Linked DNA regions of Mus musculus: region 1 is linked to region 2. The links are chromatin contacts, called in public Hi-C maps. All regions are on one chromosome and are shown on one strand. Each heading gives the region's core, a stretch centred on a gene start, on an enhancer-like site or on the middle of the called end of the contact. The rest is flanking DNA. Distances are from core to core; before and after follow the strand shown. Region 1 overlaps Itpk1 (inositol 1,3,4-triphosphate 5/6 kinase). Region 2 overlaps Golga5 (golgi autoantigen, golgin subfamily a, 5).

Evidence for each region. A called contact is a pair of places that touch in the nucleus more often than the background predicts.
Region 1: a contact with region 2 is called in a Hi-C map of the N1E-115 cell line, with 5 times the contacts expected there. The contact joins two enhancer-like sites. A contact is called at or near these places in 6 of 39 promoter capture datasets (the 3T3-L1 cell line, the C10 cell line, embryonic stem cells and 2 more), 2 of 15 datasets of contacts at CTCF or cohesin (large pre-B cells and pro-B cells), 41 of 484 Hi-C or Micro-C datasets (the AML12 cell line, B cells, the Ba/F3 cell line and 26 more), 6 of 115 datasets of contacts at active chromatin or transcription factors (acute myeloid leukemia, bone marrow-derived dendritic cells, embryonic stem cells and 1 more) and 3 of 9 other capture datasets (adipose tissue, liver and pancreatic islet).

Annotation. Positions count from the first base shown.
Region 1 is chr12:102,566,778-102,572,659 of GRCm38.p6, forward strand. It overlaps Itpk1 (inositol 1,3,4-triphosphate 5/6 kinase), which reads right to left. Exons shown (of 10, transcript NM_172584.3): 10 at 1,806-3,707. The coding sequence ends at 3,349. Among named protein-coding and RNA genes, the nearest start is that of Chga, 15 kb to the left of the region's middle. Within about 2 kb of position 4,319, at least 21 of the 459 cell types and tissues checked have an H3K27ac peak or open chromatin away from gene starts, as enhancers often do. A contact at or near this core is called in the N1E-115 cell line, where this site is marked.
Region 2 is chr12:102,495,096-102,500,944 of GRCm38.p6, forward strand. It overlaps Golga5 (golgi autoantigen, golgin subfamily a, 5), which reads left to right. Exons shown (of 13, transcript NM_001199004.1): 12 at 605-668; 13 at 2,352-2,812. The coding sequence ends at 2,432. Among named protein-coding and RNA genes, the nearest start is that of Golga5, 29 kb to the left of the region's middle. Within about 2 kb of position 3,791, at least 67 of the 459 cell types and tissues checked have an H3K27ac peak or open chromatin away from gene starts, as enhancers often do. A contact at or near this core is called in the N1E-115 cell line, where this site is marked.

The DNA.
Region 1 (5,882 bases), core at 3,069-5,568, 72 kb after region 2:
TGCCATTAAACCCAGGAATCAGAAAACTCAATCATTCCTGCAACGGACTCTTGAGAACTGGCTAGTACTTCCTAGTCACAAGCAGAAGGAAGAGGACCCAAGCAGGAGGGTCATGCTGCTATGGAGGTCAGTCCTTCTCTGCACAGAGCACTGAAAGGGGTCATCCCCAGAGTGTACTGGCATTGGCTTGGGAGAGGAAAGGAAGTGAGTCATAGGTCTTTACCATGAGGGGAGAATCTGTGGAGCCGCCTTACAGCCATCATCTGAGCGGGAGCCAGCTGAGCAGCAGCAGTCACAACAGAGCTATCCAAACTGTGGGCTCCTGGACCCCAGGGGTTCCCACAGAGGGCCATGGCACCTGTCCATCCACACTGGAGGAGCAGGCTCTTTCAGGCTAGCTTCAGGGCTCTGAAGTGACAGGTGCAGCAGGCCCAGCATGCTGGGGTGGGGAATGTTGCTGGAATCCCACTGGCTAAGTGACTGATTGAGAAGAAATATAAAAGGGCAGGGAACCCTTTCCAGAACACCAGTAAAGCCATCTGGTGGCTCTACAGCCAGCAACCAGTGTGACTGCTCTCGACTACAGACAAGGACTAGTGGTCATGTCAGAAGGATGACATTGTCCTTTTGTCTCTGAACGCCTGGCCAGCAGACACCACTTGCCCCAGCTTCAGGGCTGGAGAGATGGCTCAGCAGTTAAGAGCACTGACTGCTCTTTCGAAGGTCCCGAGTTCAAATCCCAGGAACCACATGGTGGCTCACAACCATCCGTAAGATCTGATGCCCTCTTCTGGGGTGTCTGAAGACAGCTACAGTGTACTACTACTACTACTACCACTACCACTACCACTACCACTACCACTACCACTACTACTACTACTGATAATAATAATGAAAAAAAGAAACCCAGGTTCTTGCTCTGGCCTTTGGGGCTATCTATAAATGCTCCAAGACCAAAAAAGGGCTGGATTACTCTCTGCCCACTGCTTTAATATAGGGTTTCTCCCTGAACTTGGGGTTCATATTTTCCTAGCTACGCTGGAAGCCAGCAAGCCCCAGTGATTCCTCCGTCTCTGTCCCCTACACTCCTGAGCTGGAGTTAGTGTGCGGATGCCTGGCTTGTTATGCAGCTGCTGGGATCTCCAAACCTCACCACTACATAGCAAGCGCTCTTAACCACTGAGCCATCTCTCCAGCACCCCCACCAACTCCCTGTGGAGCATGCTCAGCAGCCTCAGGGCAATGCGCACTCACGGTGGTTTCTTCCTCCAGTGATGGAGCTGTAGGGGATGGTCCCCTTAGCCTTGGGGATTCGGAGGGTCCAATTTTCCAGGCTAGCTTACCCATGGTGTGTGGCAGGCCCCACCCACTCTTCCATGACACCCACAACGACCCAGTCCCAGGGAAGATCCCTCTCGGCTCCTTTGGTGATGACAGACACTAGCAACTAGTGCTGTTCAGGGTCAATGTTTACAAAGGTCCATTTCTGTATCATTAAAGTGTCTGCAAGAATGCAGGTGGCCCAGGTTTCTGTTCCTGTTTCCAGTCCTGGAAAGTTCACCTGCCCACCCTCCTCTATTCCTGCACGGGAGACCTGACCCGTGGAGAATGCTGCCTGGCCAGGAGGCAGGTACTTGATAACCGGGGCTGGTTTACCATGTGTGACCCTGTAGAGGAAGGAGCTCCAGGGGACGCAGCACTGCCCACTCTGCTTGTTCTCAAGGCAGAGTCTGGTGATTCTACTCTGAAAGGGCAAAGCTGTCATTAAATGTCTTCTCTTTAAAGACTGTGACCACGTACAGAATGCGGTTTGATCTCAGTAGTTTATTCCGGAGACAAAGCAGTGCAAGAGGCGGCCACGCTTCCCACCCCCTGTTTTCAGGGTCAGGCCTGGGAAGGTGACTTACAGACATCAATCAGTTCAACACTCAGGTCCTGTAAACGTGGTTAGTCCTGGGGCTCTGCTTCCGAGGAAGCCAATCGGCTTCTCCTTGCCCAAAGGATGCCCCTGCATGGCCCTTAGTGGCCTTCCCAGGGCTGCTGCTTCTAGTGTACTCTATCTTATTAGACCTAAGGACAACCCAGAGGCCTCATTCTCTTTACATAGTGAGCTGATGTCTTAAGACACAAGATCACCCTTGGGGGTCCTGGGCTGCTGACCTGGGGCTCCACAGGGGTCCTTTCCTGTGGGCTTTGGGGCCAGTGGGTGGTCTGCCAGCTGCTGTGGGGTCAGAGTGAGTCTGAAATGGGGCACAACTCCCTTGGGGGCTTGCCTGGTGCTCAGTGCAAGGGACTCGCTATGAACACAGCAGGAAGGAGCTGGGCCTTGCTGTTCCAGGAGGGGCTGTCGCGTGTGAACAGGAGCAGCCCTGTGGGTGGTCTCCTCTCACCTGAAAAGAGGGACCGGATGATGACATGAGGAAGCAGAGATCCTCGTGGGCTAGACCACTAGACCAGGCCTTCAGTTCTCTGTTTCAGGAGCCACCCTGAAGAGATGAGGTGGTGGAGGCCTGAAGACTCACGGAATGATCTGTTGGAAGTCCCAGGGTAAATCCTGGGTCCTGGCAGACTCCTGGACTCCTAGTCAGATGGCTCCTTCCTGGATCTCAGTGAGCAATAGGGTCAGGGTAGGGTGGATAGTGGCCTGCTGTATTCCACGAGCCAGTGAAGACTAGCAATAGCCAGTGGGCTTCGGCTACACCCACAGGAAGCTCCTTTCCCTTCCTACAACCCAGATCCTCCATGCAGAGCTCCCGAGGGGGCGTCTACTGCTTCCCTGGCTTTGGAGAGCGAGGTGGGGGGGCAAGGGTTAGCCTTGGAGGAGAGCACATCTGGGACAAGAGGGAGGGTGAGGTCTGGGTGTGGGCAGGTGTGAAGAGGAGGGGAACTGGGAAAACCGTTCGTCCTTCGCCTGCTTAGCTGCAACAGCCTGGCCAGATATGGGCTTCCTTCCTCGGTGCCCAGAGCCTGGCCCACAACAGCCATGAAGACAGACATGCACACTCACCCTTGCCATGACAAACACACACACACACACACACACACACACACACACACACACGCACCCCCCCCCCTCACATTCAGACCTAGTGTTGAGAACACAAGCGTGTGTAAACTCAGTGAGGACCTCTGCACAGCAGGAGTCAGGCGGCGTCCTCGAGGCTGGGCCACTTGATGTTCTGCTCTGTCTCCCCCCCTTCATTCCGATCATAACATCAGAAAATCAGGTAAAAAATTAAAACAGAGAAGCCTCAGATCACCAGGAATTCTTAGTAGTGTTCCCATGTGGAGCTGCTGGCCCAGTGGGCATTTTCCACGCTCTGCCCCTCTGGGTCCTGGGCTCTGTGGCTACTGTGAGGAAGCCTTGGTGGCCAGAGAGGCCACACAGTGCTGCTGGAAGCTGGGTGATACGCCAGTGGTGCAGCCAAGTCTCTGGTGCGGCAGCTTGGCGGAAGCACCAGCGCCCATGTTGCCTGCTTCGGTCTCAGTCTTCCAGGGTGTGTCCTGGCCCTTCATGCTGCCACAGCAGCCAGGGCTGGCACTGCACGTCCGCTCCCCAGCCAGGCTGCCTGCCGGTTCCGCCAGGAGCCTGTTGTGCCTTAGCGGGGCCACTTCCTCCGTGGCAGCTCCTCCCGTGCTCTGGCCTTGCAGAACTGTGGCAATGTGGTTCAGGAGGTCGGTAAAGAACTCACTCACTCCTTCATAGCCTGGAGATGGGAGACAAAGCAGGCACTGGGCATTAGCCAGGGGATAGGAGAGGAGAAAGAAGCAGACATAACGGGCTCCTGGGACCTGAGGAGGCACTTCCAGTACCCCACTGACAAAGGAAACTCAGGTTTGGCAGACAAGGCAGGGTGTACATGGTCCACAGGCTGGCTAGACCACAGTCTGTCCCCTGAGCATGAGAGGCCCACACCTCCAGCAGATAAAAAATGAAATCTTGTCTTGCTAGGGACAGCCCTTGCTCACCAACTGCTGTAGTTTGGGTAAGCAGGGCTCTTTCCAAAGCCCACGTGTTAAATGTTTGTCCTGAGCTCAAGGGGCTGCTGAGGTGCTAGAGGAGCCTGCTAAGGAGACTGTCCAGTCATCTCAGACACGCCACAGTGTAACCAAGGGAGTACCAAGAGGTTAATAAAACCTTGGCATGTGCTGCAGTGACATTCCTACTACTGGCACAAGTTGAGGTGGCATTCATTATGTGGGGGGGCCAGGCTACTGGGTCACTGAGTGTTATTTGGCAAACTACTTACTCTGTGGTTTTGAGGAAGCCTGAGGCTGTCTGAGAAGCAAGGGCACTCACGTTAAAGCTAACGAAGTGGCTGGCAAGCAGTAGAGCATTGCAAATGTCAACGCTATCTTCACAACTCTGTCCCTAGTATACACGTGGGGATAAGGGAAGTCATCTCACAGGGGACTTTGCAGCTCCATGAGGCCCCAGGTCACAAAACTCCTACGTGGCAGAACTGTGACCTGACCCATATCCTGGTCTCGTGTAACTGGTATACGAGGTACTGAGAAGCCCTGCTGCAGGACCCAAAATCCCATTAGCTCTGGGAAAGGGTGAAGGGCAAGGCAGACACGGGTTTAAGTATGATACAGGGTGGGGCGGAACATCAGGACACAGCTGGCTGCCGAGAAACCCAGGAGGCTGCCACCTAGCAACTACTCTGCTTTAGCTCCCGGATAAAGCCCAGAGGACCAGGTAGACTTCAGCAGAAAGTGAGGGTAAACTTTCCAGAGTACTGCAGAGTCACCTCCTGGGGGCTTGCAGTAAACAGGCTGAGGTAGGTTGGTGTTTGTCAGCCTGGGAGTGAAAACTAGCAGAGCAGGTGCCAGCATGGGAAAGGCATCCATTTGTACAGAAGCAAAGGTAAGGGCTATGCAAGGTTGCCTGAAACGTCACAGAGTGAAGAGGTGGGCCAGGATCAGAACCTGGTGTTCTAAGACATCAAAGGCCTCAGAATCCCAGTGAAGGCTCTGGGCAGATAGGCTACAGCCCGTTGGGGGACTGTAACCATGGATAAGGTCCTTTAGCTTCCAGTATCACTTCTCGCAGGCAAGCAGAGATCACAGCACACGGCAGGGCGAGTAGCACATGCCGCTTCTGCTACTCAGGCTTGCTGATCTGAAAAGCGGGGTGAGGTGATAGGACTCCCACCTATCCTCATGCCTCCCAGGCTTCCTGAGTGGCAGCAGGACCCAGAGCCTCTATCTCTGTCGGGCCCAGTCGTGCACCAAGTCACCTCCCAGATACCACCTCCTCTCTGCCTGAGGTCCCTGGGACAATAGAACCCTTAGGCCATCTCTTAGCATCACCAGCTTCGGCTGGGCTCAGCCTTATCAATCTATGAGTCACAGACCCACCACATGGCCCTGTCCACCGAGACAACCCAGCTCTCGGCTCCTCTGGCAGAAGACCCTGTGTTCATACTGGCTCTTAGTGACTGTCTCCCTGGCTGTTGGGAGGGGCCGCCCATCACCAGTGGAAAAGTGCTCTATGTGTTCTTGGATCACTGACATTTTTACTTCATCTCTATGACACTCCTGGCATACAGCAAACCCCCTCAGTCTATACTCTAGCTCACCTCAAAGGCCCCACCATCTACACCTAGGGGGTTGGGAAATGCAGAGCTGGATTTGAACATGCTGGTCAGACACAGGCCTCAGAGACTGCCCTCTGACCCCATCAGGTCCCTCCTGGTATCCGAGCTGCTCCTCTTCAGCGTCGGTCCCTTTCCTTTGCCGAATTCTCTCTGGTGTCCCATACGTGACAGAGGAGCCACCACTGGCTGCCCCACCCCCATCCTCTGCCTTCTCCCAACTGTGGTGTAAGTTCTGAGAGCAGGAAATGTAGCCCTGGCAGATGTCAAGTGAATGACAGA
Region 2 (5,849 bases), core at 2,541-5,040:
TCCTTCCTTCCTTCCTTCCTTCCTTCCTTCCTTCCTTCCTTCCTTCCTTCTTTCCTTCCTTCCTGCCTTCCTGCCTTCCTGCCTTCCTTCCCTCCTGCCTGCCTGCCTGCCTGCCTGCCTGCCTGCCTGCCTGCCTGCCTGCCTTCCTTCTTTCCTGCCTGCCTTCCTTCCTTCCTTCCTTCCTTCCTTCCTTCCATCTTCTTCTATCTTGTTTGTTTGTTTTGTCTTGTTTTGAGACAGCTTTGTAACACTCTATAGTCCAGGCTAGCCTCATACACACAGAGATCCACCTGCCAGTGCTGAGATTAAAGGTGTGTACCACACCTGGCCTTGCCTCAGTTCCTATAGCTTAGTCCTCTGAAAAAGTGTGTCTGTGCAGAAACTTCTAGATTAACCATTTCCAAGTAAATGCTTGTGCTGAAGTCTTAATTGCTAACTCCAAATAATGATAGAAGTCTTCCTGTGTCACCACATTTTAAGTGATCATGTGAGTCATTTTTCTGTGGTAGTCACACGGATAGTGTGAGTGGGGTTTTAAAAGCATTGGATGTTAGTTCAGGAAGATTGGCTTTGAGTGTAATTCCCTCTCTCATCGTTTGCACAGTATTCGCCTGGGAATTTTTCTCAGAAGATACCCCATAGCACGAGTGTTTGTAATCATCTACATGGTGAGTAATGAGTAATGCCACACTTGAATTTCTGTCTGTTGTTTTAGCTACTAATCATATTCGTATTTTACCAATCAACTTTGAAAGGCAATATAGCTCATTTTTTGACCGTTAAGCTTTTCTTAAAATACTTTACAAGTTAGCATTTATTATGTTGAAAACATAAGTGCTGAGTTTTCCTGCTGATAAAATTAGCTGTAATGTAGGTTAACGGTCACTTCCTTTTTTTTTTTTTTTTTTTTGGTTTTTCGAGACAGGGTTTCTCTGTGTATCCCTGGCTGTCCTGGAACTCACTCTGTAGACCAGGCTGGCCTCGAACTCAGAAATCCTCCTGCCTCTACCTCCTGAGTGCTGGGATTAAAGGCATGTGCCACCACGCCCAGCAGTCACTTCCATTTTTAAGCCTGTCTAATGACAAAATAGTATAGAACAGCTGGTTTAATTTTTATCTTAATGCTGCAAAGTTGCTTTGATTATTTTCATGTGTTTTACTTTATTTTTCTAGAAGGATCTTTAAGGCCAGTACATTTTCCTCTGGATTTTTAGTTGCAAAATCAATTGCACTAGTTTGTGGTATTGGTTTATGTGTGCTGTGCCTGAAAGCCCACTCACTATGCTGAGAGAGGATGGCTTTAACAGGTTAGGCTGAGTTAAGGCTATTTTCTTAAGAAAGAGAAACCTACTTTTAAAGGAAATTTCTGTGCTCCATTAGAGGGAAGAATTCTTTCTCTAAATAAAAAGATTTAAGAAAGGAGGATGAGTGGGGAGGAAGAAAAAAAAGAAGGATATCAGAAAGGATTTAGGGTGCACTCCATAGGGACTGTCAGGTGTGAACAGACACCATGACCAAGGCAACTCTTATAAGGACAACCTTTAACTGGGGCTGGCTTAAAGGGTTCAGAGGTTCAGTCCGTAATCAAGGCAGGAGCATGGCAGCGTCCAGGCAGGCAAGGTGCTGGAGGAGCTGAGTTCTACATCTTCATCCGAAGGTTGCTAGGAGAAGACTGGCTTCCAGTCAGCTAAGACAAGGGTCTTAAAGTCCATGCCCACAGTGACACACCTACTCCAACAGGGCCACAATTTCTAATAGTGCCACTCCCTGGGCCAAACCATATTCAAACCACCACAGGGGCCAACTGCCCAAGTACTGGCAGCCACAAGTGCTCTGGGTACCTGTCAGTGTAAGATGCTGTGTGTTGCATCCTACAGAGTTTACACACCCCAACCAATGGGACTTCATGACATTCAGACTGCCCTGAGTATCACTGACATGTTGTTCCTATCGGGTGTACTTCCCCATCTCTTCATCAGCAAAGCTGGGGAAACTGTCCCTTCTACTTACTGTTGTACATGAACTGTTCTACAAGGTCTTGCCAGCCCAGCCGAAGTCTGTCTGTCTGTCTAGCAGCGCTATCCAAGCCCTCTTTGCATTCGAGTCATGAACGTTTGGTGTTCAGGCTCTCCTCTCAGCTGAGAGGTCTGCAGTGTGCAGCTCTGTGCCTGAGCTCATTGGGTCACACATTTCTCCATCATTCAGCCAGTAAACACACACTGAGCCCCAGCTGTGCTCCAGACTCTGTCCCAGATGGGTATGAAGACAAGCATGGCCCCGTCCTCCCTGTACAGTCCTCAGGTAAAGACTGATTTCTTGGCCGGCACCTGAGTTGTGTTTTCTCCCTCTAGGCTTTGCTGCACCTCTGGGTCATGATCGTACTGCTGACTTACTCACCAGAAATGCACCATGACCAACCGTACGGCAAGTGAACAGAGCCACTGGTTCCCATGAGTGCCTGCCATTGTCCAGAGCTGGGATCTGCAGAAAGATCAGCACTAAGACTGCTAGGAACCGTGCACAAGATGGTTTCTTCATGGAGAGCTTTTAATCTTTTAACTTATTTCTCTGGTGTCTGACTCTCCCCTATTCCCATAAGAGTCTCTAAATGCAGACAGTAATTTGACAAATTAAGCTCAACTTTTTCTGAGTTCAGTTCCCTAGATATGTATAGAGAAAGAGAAAAGGCGATTTGGGGGTGTTCACCTCTGTACAGACCTTTCTATATTTTAGGTGACACTGATTATGGGTTATAATCAGGGAAACTAATTGTATTTAGGGATTAAAAATAAAAAGATTTCTTTTTTAATAATTTAGAGTGCTTTATATTTTCATATATTTAACTGCAAATATTTAATGTTTTCATGTTAGATTCTTGGTATAATTCTTTTTGAAATACATAAATAAAATTCACTGTGCATTTTTCTTTTTTTTTTTTAATAACGACTTTAATCCCCTTTAAAAACATTTCTGATGGTTATCAGTGAGTGCAACTGAAAGTCACAGCTGCAGTCACTAGGTGGCTGTAGTAGTTCCCCACTGCTTTCCTTTCTACCCCTGAGTTGTCTTGCTTCCCCCAGTGTGTATCTCATGGAGTGTATAGCCCCTGCTTGTAGCATGTGGGAGATGTCTATTTACCAATACTGTAGCCGGGATACTACAGTTACAGTGAGTAAGTACACAGTTTTCTGTATGACCAGCATGTTCTTTGAATTGTCCTTCCTCTTCGTCTTCGTCTGTAGATTCACACATTTTGTCACCCAAGTCCTGGTGGTCTCTTTGTATATAGTTAATGCATGTGGCTCTTGGACAGTGAGTGGCAGCAGTCCCCTCTTGGGTCTGTCTTGGTGTGGTCACTTGAATGCCTGCGGAGAACCTCGGTGACACCATTGCCACAACTTGAACTGGCACACAGGTCATAGAAACCTTGTATATCATGAAATTTATGTTTCCTGTTTTCTATAATTAGATGTTAGGCATATTTGGGCTTTTGTTTTCAGTGTATCGGGAAAGAAAAGGGCAGGATGTGCCACATCATATAAACGGGGGCTTGGCGTAGAGACGAGGAGATCGATAGCAGGATTCTCACTGGCATGAGCCACGACAGTGGGAGCTACGGAGTTAGAAAGAGTGCAGTCTTGTTAATGGATTTTAGGATTTGCTTTTTTTCTCTTCGTTTGGAAATGTTTCAGGAAAATGATTAGAACCAGGTTCCACCCTTAAATGGAAGCAGCACAAGCGCCGCTGCCAGACTTCCCGTCTCTGTGGAGTCCTGGCTTTTGTTGGGACATCTGTAAGTCTTTTGTCCAGTCTGCACATTCTTGGCTTGGGCAATGTTTGACTAAGTGTTTCCGGCTCTGCACTCACTTGCCGTTAATTGAGTTTCAGATTCATTACTCTTGACCACTCACAAACTGGGCAAGGTAATGTGAAACCTTGACCTCATTAGAAGGCTTGCGGGAATGCCAAGTCAGTGTCTTCTTGTTCCCAGTACGTGTAGTCAAAGGGATTTCAAACATGCAAACATATTCTTGGACTGCCTTGTATTAATAGGTGTCCGTTGAAAAACATTATTTTTAAAATTCCCTTTCTAGAAATTGCCCTTTATGAAAACCACCATTTCTACTGCTACAGAGCAAACCTTTCCAAGGAAAGATTTTTTTTTTTTTCGAAAATATGGTCTCTGTTGAGTAGCTGGAGCGTCTAAGGTAAAGGGGCTCAAATCCAGCCAGATGCTCAGCTTACCTGTGGGATAGGGCACACTCCTCAGGCCTCACCAAGCTCCAGCTCCCAATTGCCAGGGGTCACCTGAGTGCTGGAAATGGCAGAGTGAACCTCAGTGTGGGTGCAAGAAGGCAGGAGGAGCTGGTGAAGCCTAAGAGTCGAGGACCAATGGCCCGTGGCACTTGGGACTGACCAGCCTTAAGAGTCCCAACGGAGAAGCAAATGGACCTCTTAGAATTAAGGGTTAGCACTCTCTGAGAAGGAGGCAGACAGCACCAGTGGTAAAGGCACAGCAGACCACTCAACTGTCGTTGTAACTGCTACTGCCCCTTGCTTCGTGATAACCCCTATTAGCCTTTCGAAGTTACTTGCTCCCACCCTATATCTGACCCATGACACATCCAGAGATGCTGTGTAAACAAAAAGGGAATAGATAGTGCTTGAGCAAGTTTCCTATCCCTGCCTTCCAGAAGTTCTCCACCTGTTAGCATTCCACCATGGCTCCCGTGGCTGAACTCTTGGACAGCATGCAGCTGTTGGTTTTAGGAGGTTGGAAACCCTTAGAGGTTAACCCTGACTGGCAGGAGAAGGCCACTAGGGGGCATGCCTTGACCCCACTCCTCTCTGTTTTCCCAGGCCACTAAGATAAGAGCAGTCAGCTCATGGCTGCACGAACCCCAGCCATGCCTTCCCTTTCAGACCGTGAGTCAGAAGAACCTCACCAGGTACTGCTTTCTGCTTTCTGTCAGCACTGAGAAGAGGACGATACAGTTCAACTCAAGACTAACCCTTCCATTAAAATTTGACCTTCACACCGGGCGTGGTGACGCACGCCTTTAATCCCAGCACTTGGGAGGCAGAGGCAGGTGAATTTCTGAGTTTGAGGCCAGCCTGGTCTACAGAGTGAGTTCCAGGACAGCCAGGACTACACAGAGAAACCCTGTCTCGAAAAACCAAAAAAAAAAAAAAAAAAAAAAAAAGAATAAAATTTGACCTTCAGCCTGTGGCAGTGGTGTCGCATGCCTTTGAACCCAGCACTCGGGAGGCAGAAGCAGGTGGATTTCTGAGTTCGAGGCCAGCCTGGTCTACAGAGTGAGTTCCAGGACAGCCAGGGCTACACAGAGAAACCCTGTCTCAAAACTCAAAAAAAAAAAAAAAGACCTTCAAATTCAAGCCATCAAAGATGCCAGCAATCCACCCCACTTCTTGAGTGTCTGCTACTGCTCAGCTCTGTTTCTGCCTTCTCCATTTCTTCCTGCACTCAGATGTCTATTTACACTTCTTAGTAAGTCCAACCTCACAAAAAAGAGGGATGCCCCAGTGTCTCTTCTGCCCACATTCAAACCACACCAATACACCTGTTTGCTCCTGAGAACATGGGCTCAGTGGTTTGCTCACCAGATACCTCAAAGTAAGCATGGCTTTTTCCTTTTTCTTTTTCTTTTTCTTTTTCTTTTTTTTTTTTTTTTTTTTTTTTTTTTGGTTTTTTTCGAGACAGAGTTTCTCTGTGTAGTCTTGGCTACTCACTCTGTAGACCAGGCTGGCCTTGAACTCAAAAATCCACCTGCCTCTGCCTCCCGAGTGCTGGGATTAAAGGCGTGCGCCACCACGCCCGGCTATGGCTT